Regions from separate parts of the Triticum aestivum genome. Here all the other regions are linked to region 1. A link is a contact called in public Hi-C data. All regions are on one chromosome and are shown on one strand. The core of a region is the stretch at or near the end of the contact, and the rest is flanking DNA. Distances in the headings are between cores, read along the strand shown. Region 1 holds the start of LOC123091355 (glutathione S-transferase U17). Region 2 holds the start of LOC123123837 (probable glutathione S-transferase GSTU6). Region 3 holds the start of LOC123091339 (probable glutathione S-transferase GSTU6).

Region 1 (2,783 bases), core at 161-2,660:
AAATCCCGATTTTTGGATTTTAAGCATGTCATTCCGAATGTTTTTTCATGGCAAGTCTAGTTGATGCGAGGTGGCAACTTCAGTTGTTAAAACATGTTTGTCAACCTCACGTGAACTAATGTTGCCATAAAAACATTTAGAATTTCTAAACAGTATTGAGCCGCATTTCACCAAGAGCTCTTTTCTTCATTATAAAAAAGACCCCAATAAATCCCGATTTTCGGATTTTAAACATGTAATTCCGAATGTTTTTTCATGACAAGTTTAGTTGATGCGAGGTGACAACTTTAGTTGTTAAAACATGTTTGTCAACCTCACGTGAATTAATGTTGTCATAAAAACATTTAGATTGCCATGCTTAAATCCGAACGTTCGGGATTTATCATTTTCGTGTAAAAAGGACGGTTTACACCGACAGCCAGCAGGTTACTTAGCCAGCAGGTTACTTATTCTTGCTATGCCATCGAGCACTGTCTAGTGTCCACCACAGTTCGTTCACTTGTAATTAGCACTAGCCGCCTTCACAGCGCCGCCATTCTTGACGCTGAACTCCACGAACCTGTCCACCTCAGGCATGGCGTCCGCCACCGCCGGGTGGGCGCAGAACCGATCCGCCCAGGCGGCCAGCTTAGGAACCTTGGCCGCGTCGAGCAGCCTGATTTCAGCGATCCTCTCTACCGCCCTGATCCATCCGAGGTGCGACCCCAGAGCAATGTCCAGGTAACCCACGCCGTCGCCGCCGAAGTAATCCTTCCCTTGGCTGCAGTCGGCGAAGGCCACCTCCAGGTGCTGCAGAGCGGCGCACACCTGAGCCGCCGCTTCGTCCTTGTCTCCGTCCAGCCTTCCCCTCAGGACGCGGATCGCCGTAGGGAACTACGCATCCATTGAACAGGGAGCACACGTTTGTTTAGGGGAAAGCTTTGTAATCTCATACTATCATTTTGTTGCTGAGAACTGAGAAGTTCAAAGCGAAAATCAGAACTGGATTGCCTTGTCTTTTTACCTTGTCGTCGACGTACTGGGCCCAGAACCGCTCGGCCGCCCGGGCGTAGGGATCGGACGGGAGGAGCGCCGGGGCTTGGGAGGCCCAGGCCTCGTCGACATACTGGAGGATGATGAGGGACTCGGAGACGGGCCTGCCGTGGTGCAGGAGCACGGGGATCTTCTTGTGCACGGGGTTGGAGGCGAGCAGCAGCTCGCTCTTGTTGCCCACGGCCTCCTCCACGAGCTCGTGGTCCACGCTCTTGAGCCCAAGAGCTATCAGCACCCGGATCACGAACGGGCTCGGCCACCTGCCCAGCACGCGCACCGACGCCGTCTCCTGTTTCTCCGACGACATGTTTTGTCGATTTTTTCAGATCGTGTGGTGTTTCTGCAGTGAGGACTGAGCTGAGGCGGTATGTCTATATGAAGTGAATTGAAGCATCGGCCACTACGGCTTCGACGTCGTCGCGTGCGTCATGGTTTGAAGCCGTGCGTCGCTCGACTTGTGTACCAGTGAGCTAGACGCACGTTTCTTGATGACTTGATGCGAGCCCTTTCGTCACAGGAGCGAGCGTGTATCGGATTTTCTGTGGTCAGGTAACCTTCTCGAGACCACGTTTTTTCAAAAAGGGGGATTCGCCCCAGCCTCTGCATCAGAACGATGCATACGGCCAATATTATTAATAAACAAAAGGTCCAGCATAAGTCTCCAAGTCTCGAACAAAGAACAAAATAAAGGCTCACGAAGAGCTAATCAGTAGTAGAAAAGCCACAACCGACTGGCATGAAAAGGTAGGAGCACTACATGCCTGTCCTATTACATAACCGCCATTCAAACCGGTTGAAAATATCCCGTGCTACCATCTCCCATTGGGTAGACGCAGTAACTAAACGCTCCCTGGCCTTCGTTGGAGTGAGTAGCGACCATATACGAATCAACACAGTGGCCCTGAAGATAACCTGCAAAAGGTGAATATTTGTTATTCTGTTAAAGACCAGATCATTTCTACAGTTTCAGACTGCCCATAATAAAGCACATACACCTACACGAATATGTCTTATTGTATCTGAATCTATCCCATCAAGCCACGCCCCATATAACGCGTTGATAGAGTACGGTGGTAATGTTAAAAGCTATGTGAACCGACCGCCACATAATTTTTGCCAGCGGACAATCAAAAAAGAGGTGTTTGATTGGTTCGTGTTGGTCGCAAAAGCTACATCTCGTAGATCATGTCCAATTGCGTTTTGCCAAATTATCCTTAGTCAAAATAACTTGCTTATGCACAAACCACATAAACACTTTGATTTTCAAAGTTACTTTAACTTTCCAAGCATCACTGGTGGAAAAAGGGCCTTTGGTCGCGGTTCGCAACTGCCATTAGTCGCGGTTGCGCAACCGCGACCGAACGGGCGCGACTAAAGCCCCCCCCCTTTAGTCGCGGTTGCTTAAGAACCGCGACTAAAGGCCCGTCCACGTGGGCGCCAGGTGGCCGTCGGGGCGGAGGACCTTTAGTCGCGGTTCTTCTGGCCAACCGCGACTAAAGGCCGCCGCAGGTTTAGGGTTTTAGCCCCCCCCCCTAAACCTGTTTTCTGTTTAATTTGTATTGTTTTATTTCTTTTGTGCTTTATTTTAATTTTGAAGGAGTTTCATATATTCTACGGTACTACATACATGCATATGAATGTACAATTTCAAATAAATTTGAAATTAGAACCAAAAAGAATTCAAGAGGAATATACAATATATATTCAATATCATCGGATGACCATATACAATTTTGAACAAGTTTCCATAC
Region 2 (2,707 bases), core at 202-2,701, 280 kb after region 1:
AACCAGACGATGGCGCCTGGTTAGAGCTTGGAAGTTTTCTTGGATTAATAATCCAGATGAAGATTGAAGTACCCATTGAACGTTCCAACGTTGCTATCATGTACCGACGGAAAACATATTGAACTCCCGAAATGTGGCTGAGCACCGTTGTGCAAGAAAACACAGGTCATGCACGAGAGCGTGACCACATGCTTAGGAGGAAAGTCGTCGGCACAAGCATCATTCAGGTTGCAAGTGGACACGGGCCGCCCACGGTGCCCACTTAAAGGCCCGTTTATTTTGCATTCGCGGACATCCACGGTCAGCACATCCCGATATGTGGAATATGTGGGTTGTCCCACGATGCCCACATCGAACCCACCTATCTAACTAACTAGCCTGGGCACGCCGCGGGGATTAGGGCTCGCCGCCAGCCATGGCCGCGCCGCCGTGGCCGGCCTATACCCGTCGTCCACCTCCTCCATGGCCAACCTATTGACTTCGTCGACCTCCTCTATGGCCGCACGAGCGTCATCTTCCATTCCCGCATTGGGCGCTGCAGCACCGCCGTCTATCTCCGTCGGCTGCCGGCCGCCCCAGAGCCGCCATGTACCTCCGCAGCCGCAACTCTTCCCACCACCACATAATTCTCTTCTCTCAGCATTCCTGCTGCCGGCGCCACTGGAAAGGACTGCGAGAAGAGGCCTACCCCAGGCATCAACCAAGAATCTAGAAGGAAAAGTTTCAAGAAGAGAATCTGCAATTGACAAGAGAAGGAAGATTCCTGCTGTTTCCCCCTCTTTCAATCCATACAAAGCTCGAGGTTTTAACTGAATTTTATGCATGTATGCGCTGCTGCTATGTGTGTGATGTTAAGTTCCTGCATGATTAACTGCTAGATCCTTTTGAGAGACTAAGAATAGTGGTTGTACTGTCCCTGCTCTCTGTTTCTCTGCATGACAAATAATCTATTCTCTGTTTCTGTATGAACTATAATTAAGTGTCTGTATGGACTAGGTGGGCATTGTACTGTTTAAATATTGCCTCTCTATTCGTCTTGCTACTGGAGAGTTAATTATACGGGCAGTTAATTATAGTGTTGTTTGTTGGTGCTGCAAGTACAACGGCACTAGAGCACTACTAGGCCAAGGCATGTCGTGCATGCCGTGCATGCCGGCTGTACGTGCGCATTATGCACACGAGCTGTTAAAGCTCCCAAGGAACCAGTGATGGTAGCTCACCACCTCAAGATGACAATGCGAACGTATTTCAACAGGTACATCTGCATCAATTAAGTGAATATTCCACTAAACCCACATATCTCACATAATAATATATGGGCTTTGGCGGGTATCCCATTTAATCTACGCGGCAGATGTGGGGCGGACGCGGGCCTCCCGCGGAGCGTCCCACTTACAGCCTGAAGCATCATGGATGACGCATCGATCCTTTATATATTCCGCACTCCACACTAACCACAGAATCACACGGAACCTTGAGGCACGCCCACCCCACGGGAGAAAATGGCAGACACAGGAGACGAGCTGAAGCTGCTGGGCATGTGGGCGAGCCCGTACGTGGTCAGGGTGCAGCTCGCGCTCCGCCTCAAGGGCGTGAGCTACGAGTACGTCGAGGAGGACCTCGCCAACAAGAGCGAGCTCTTCCTCCGCTCCAACCCGGTGCGCAAGACGGTCCCGGTGCTCATCCACAACGGCAAGCCCGTCTGCGAGTCCCAGGTCATCCTGCAGTACATCGACGAGGCCTTCGCCGGCGTCGGCCCGTCCCTCCTCCCCGCCGACCCCTACGAGCGCGCCGTCGCGCGCTTCTGGGCCGCCTACGTCGAAGACAAGCTGCTGGCGCCGTGGGGGAAGGTGTTCAGGGTGACGACCGACGAGGAGAGGGCGGAGTGGACGAGGCAGACGGTGGCGGCCGTGGGTCATCTGGAGGAAGGCCTGAGGGAGTGCTCCAAGGGGAAGGGCTTCTTCGGCGGCGACTGTGTCGGGTACGTCGACGTCCTGCTCGGTAGCATGGTGCCGTGGGTGCGCGCCACCGAGAGGCTCTCCGCCGACAAGTTAATCGACGCCGGCAGGGCCCCGCTGCTGGCGGCATGGATGGAGCGCATTAGCGAGCTCGACGCGGCCAAGGCGGTCTTCCAGGACGTCGACAGGGTGGTTGAGTACGCCGGGGGAATACAGGCCCGGCTTTCCGCCGCGGCTGCAAGCACTCAATAAAGCGGCATGGCGGCCTGGTGAGCAGCTGATGCAAGGAGAAAATAGCCAAGTGTGGAGTTAGCTGGAATTACTAAAATGGCCACGTTTCTGTTTCTTTTTCTCGAATAATGGCGACATAATATGCAAGTATGTGATATTACCAGTTTAAAAACTTGTGTGGTTGTCGTGACAGCTCCTCCTCTGTTTTTTAAGGGACATTTACATTTCTGTCCTTGGCTTTGTCACGTTAGTGGGGTTTGTCTTTTGGTTTTTAGGTTGCTCAATTTTGCCATTGAAAGATTATATGTTAATATGACTAGCACATATGTCCGTGCGTTGCAACGGCAGAAATAACAAAATTATGTTCAATTTTTGTGATGATTGTATCTGCAGAACACGTTTAGTTCATGCAAACTTTGATCTTAACCAAGATCCATGGAAACATCGCTAAAACATTTTTAGTGTGGTACTAATGATACACCTCTAATTAATTGTTCCTGTCTTGTCAAGCATCTCAT
Region 3 (2,700 bases), core at 114-2,613, 320 kb after region 1:
GGAGCCCTATCCCCTCCCTGCCCAAGAATGGCGCCAACCGGCGAGCAAGCAAGTAAGGATCCGACGAGCAAGCCAAAGCAGAGCATCACTGCTACATAAACAGAGCACCAAGCTTCATCTCCCTCGCTGCTGACGCAGCCAACCCGACACCCACCTCACAGCACTCTGCACACTCCTACTATGCCCAAGACGACACCTTCAAGAAGGTGGCGACGCACGTTGCGCCGTTGCCGTCCAGTCTTGAGAAGACAAGGGTTTTCACCCGGGTCATGGAGCAGGAGGGAGAGGAAACGAACCTCGACAAAGCCTCCGAGGAGGAAAACGGCACCTGCCTGTGTCGCCGATGCCGTGGCCGGAGAACCAGCCAAGGATTTCTCCCGGTCCAGTTCCGCAGCTCCAAGCAACCCCACCAGCCACGGATCCGGCGTCCAGAGGCCACCGGCGACCAGATCCGGCGAGGAGGAGCGCGCTGAGGGGGAGTGGAAGCTGCCTTCAGATCCAGGCGCGAACAGGGGGGCCGCGCCCCCGTTGCGACCGGCGCCAGCGCCCACCGTCACTCGCCGCCCTCGCGACCAAGAAGACGGGGGGCAACACCCGCGACACCGCTCGCCGCAGAAACGGCGCCGCCACACCACCCGAGGCCGCTGCCTCGCCGGCCTAAGCCCTCCTCGAGGAGCGAAGCAGCCAGATCCTCGCCGCCACCGTCTTGGGCGACCACGCGGGCTTCGCCGGAGGCATCCTCGGGCGGCGGCGAGGGGGGAGGAGGAGGGGAAGGGAGGGCGGCGGCTAGGGTTTTCGTTGCCACCCGAGTCGCCCCGAGCGGAGCGACGCGGGGGCCAAAAGGAAGTACTTCCTACTCCCTCCGCCCGGAATAACTTGTTGCTCAGTCGGATGTAAAGTATTGAAATACGTTTTATACATTTATTTCAGCGACAACTAATTCCAGACGGAACCAGTTACTACACTACTACAAATTCAATGGGTTGCAGATTTTTTTTTTTGAATTTTAATGGGTTGCAGATTTAGTCTTGACTCTGGGTCGTTTGTTTCAGAAATTTCTTGGCACGTATTCTGTCCGTCTGCTTGGTCCTTCATGCACTTTTCACGGCCCGGCTCTCGGCAAGAGTTTTCCGTGCGCGCGTCTATTCGTCTATATTGAGCACGGTGTCCCAGTAGTAATCTGGAGCTGTGGACAAACCGACAGGGCCGGCAACAAGTTGCAGAGCCAATCCATCCACGCGTGCGAGAAGAATCTCGGGGTGGACTGAAATGCCGAACGGAAATAATAATGCCACTGTCATCTAATGGAAAAAAGGTGGACTAACTACTGTACTTTGACTGCCAACCGCGTCACTGGTGACGCACGTGGGTATACAAACGTGAAGAATACGGTGTCTGCCAGTGTTGCACAGATAGACAAATGGAGAAAAACAGACGGAGAACGAAACAATGGCTGCCGAAGGAAGTCTGAAGCTGCTCGGCTTGACGGTGAGCCCGTTCGTCATCCGTGTACGCATGGCGCTGCAGCTGAAAGGCATCGGCTACGAGTACATAGAGCAGGACCTGTTCACCAAGGGCGAGCTCCTCCGCAAGTCCAACCCGGTGTACATGAAGGTCCCGGTGCTCATCCACGACGGCAAACCCATCTGCGAGTCGCTGGCCATCGTGCAGTACGTCGACGAGGTCTGGGCGGCCACGGGCCCCTCGATCCTCCCCGCCGACCCCTACGATCGCGCCGCCGCTCGCATCTGGGCCGCCTACGCCGACAGCAAGGTGCTTGCGTGTGTGCTGTTGCCCCAACTTTTCCTACAGTAGTGTTTGAGTTTGAGCCGGGTTTCATGGTCGTGGTGTCTTGCAGCTCTTGCCGGCCTGGGTAGGCATCATGTGGGCGGCGACGGAGGAGGAGAGAGCGGAGAAGGTCGAGGACACGCTAGCGGCTATCGGCCAATTGGAGGAGGCGTTCGGCAAGTGCTCGAAGGGAAAGGCCTTCTTCGCCGGCGATTCCGTCGGGTACCTCGACCTCGTCGTCGGCTCGCAGTTGCTCTGGTTCGAAGCGCTGCAGAAGATGTTCGGCGTCGTGGTCGTTGAGGTGGGTAGGGCTCCGCTCTTGGCCGCGTGGGTGAAGCAGTTTGGGGAGACTGATACGGCCAAGGAGGTGGTGCCGGACGTTGACACGGCGGTGGAGTACCTGACGAAGCTTCAGTCTCGTCGGGCTGGTTCCACGGTTGCCCAGTTGCTGTCGTGACAAAAGTAGAGTGGAATTTGTCGACCCAGCTAGCAAGTACAGCGAATTTTCTCTTTAGGCCAGCTTTATAGTCATGTCTTGTAAGGATGCAAAGAATGGACTGGTTTCCCTCCTGACACCACGTAGCTACTTCTCCAAAGAGGATAACAAATCGTTTGTAAGAAATCATAAGTATATTCTTTTTTTTTGCGGGTGAAATCATAAGTATATTCTTTGTCATGGATATAATTCTGACAATATTACAGGGTGTGGGTAGATGCAATTGTATCTACCGATCAACGGGGGAGGTAACATGTCAGGCCCACTACAACCCCACGCCCTCTCCTCGTCAAGCATACGGTCTCGGCGTGGGCCGACCCGCGAGGCGAAGGAAGCCCAACCCGCGGAACCAAGGCCCGGAGTGGGTGTGACCGAGCGGAGGCACCAACTACTTAAGAGCATCTCCAGCCGCACCC

The links. Hi-C and Micro-C count contacts between places; a contact is called where the count stands out from the background.
Region 2: a contact with region 1 is called in a Hi-C map of leaf, with 4 times the contacts expected there. The contact joins the promoter of LOC123123837 here to the promoter of LOC123091355 in region 1. A contact is called at or near these places in 1 of 5 Hi-C or Micro-C datasets (leaf) and 1 of 1 datasets of contacts at active chromatin or transcription factors (leaf).
Region 3: a Hi-C map of leaf shows a contact between it and region 1, with 4 times the contacts expected there. The contact joins the promoter of LOC123091339 here to the promoter of LOC123091355 in region 1. A contact is called at or near these places in 2 of 5 Hi-C or Micro-C datasets (both in leaf).

Annotation. Positions count from the first base shown.
Region 1 is chr1B:355,990,426-355,993,208 of IWGSC CS RefSeq v2.1, reverse strand. It overlaps LOC123091355 (glutathione S-transferase U17), which reads right to left and starts at 1,410. Exons shown (of 2, transcript XM_044512851.1): 1 at 1,004-1,410; 2 at 359-873. The coding sequence starts at 1,339. The coding sequence ends at 496.
Region 2 is chr1B:355,707,326-355,710,032 of IWGSC CS RefSeq v2.1, reverse strand. It overlaps LOC123123837 (probable glutathione S-transferase GSTU6), which reads left to right and starts at 1,451. Exons shown (of 1, transcript XM_044544469.1): 1 at 1,451-2,562. The coding sequence starts at 1,503. The coding sequence ends at 2,210.
Region 3 is chr1B:355,672,524-355,675,223 of IWGSC CS RefSeq v2.1, reverse strand. LOC123091339 (probable glutathione S-transferase GSTU6) reads left to right here and starts at 1,363. Exons shown (of 2, transcript XM_044512830.1): 1 at 1,363-1,773; 2 at 1,859-2,443. The coding sequence starts at 1,450. The coding sequence ends at 2,245.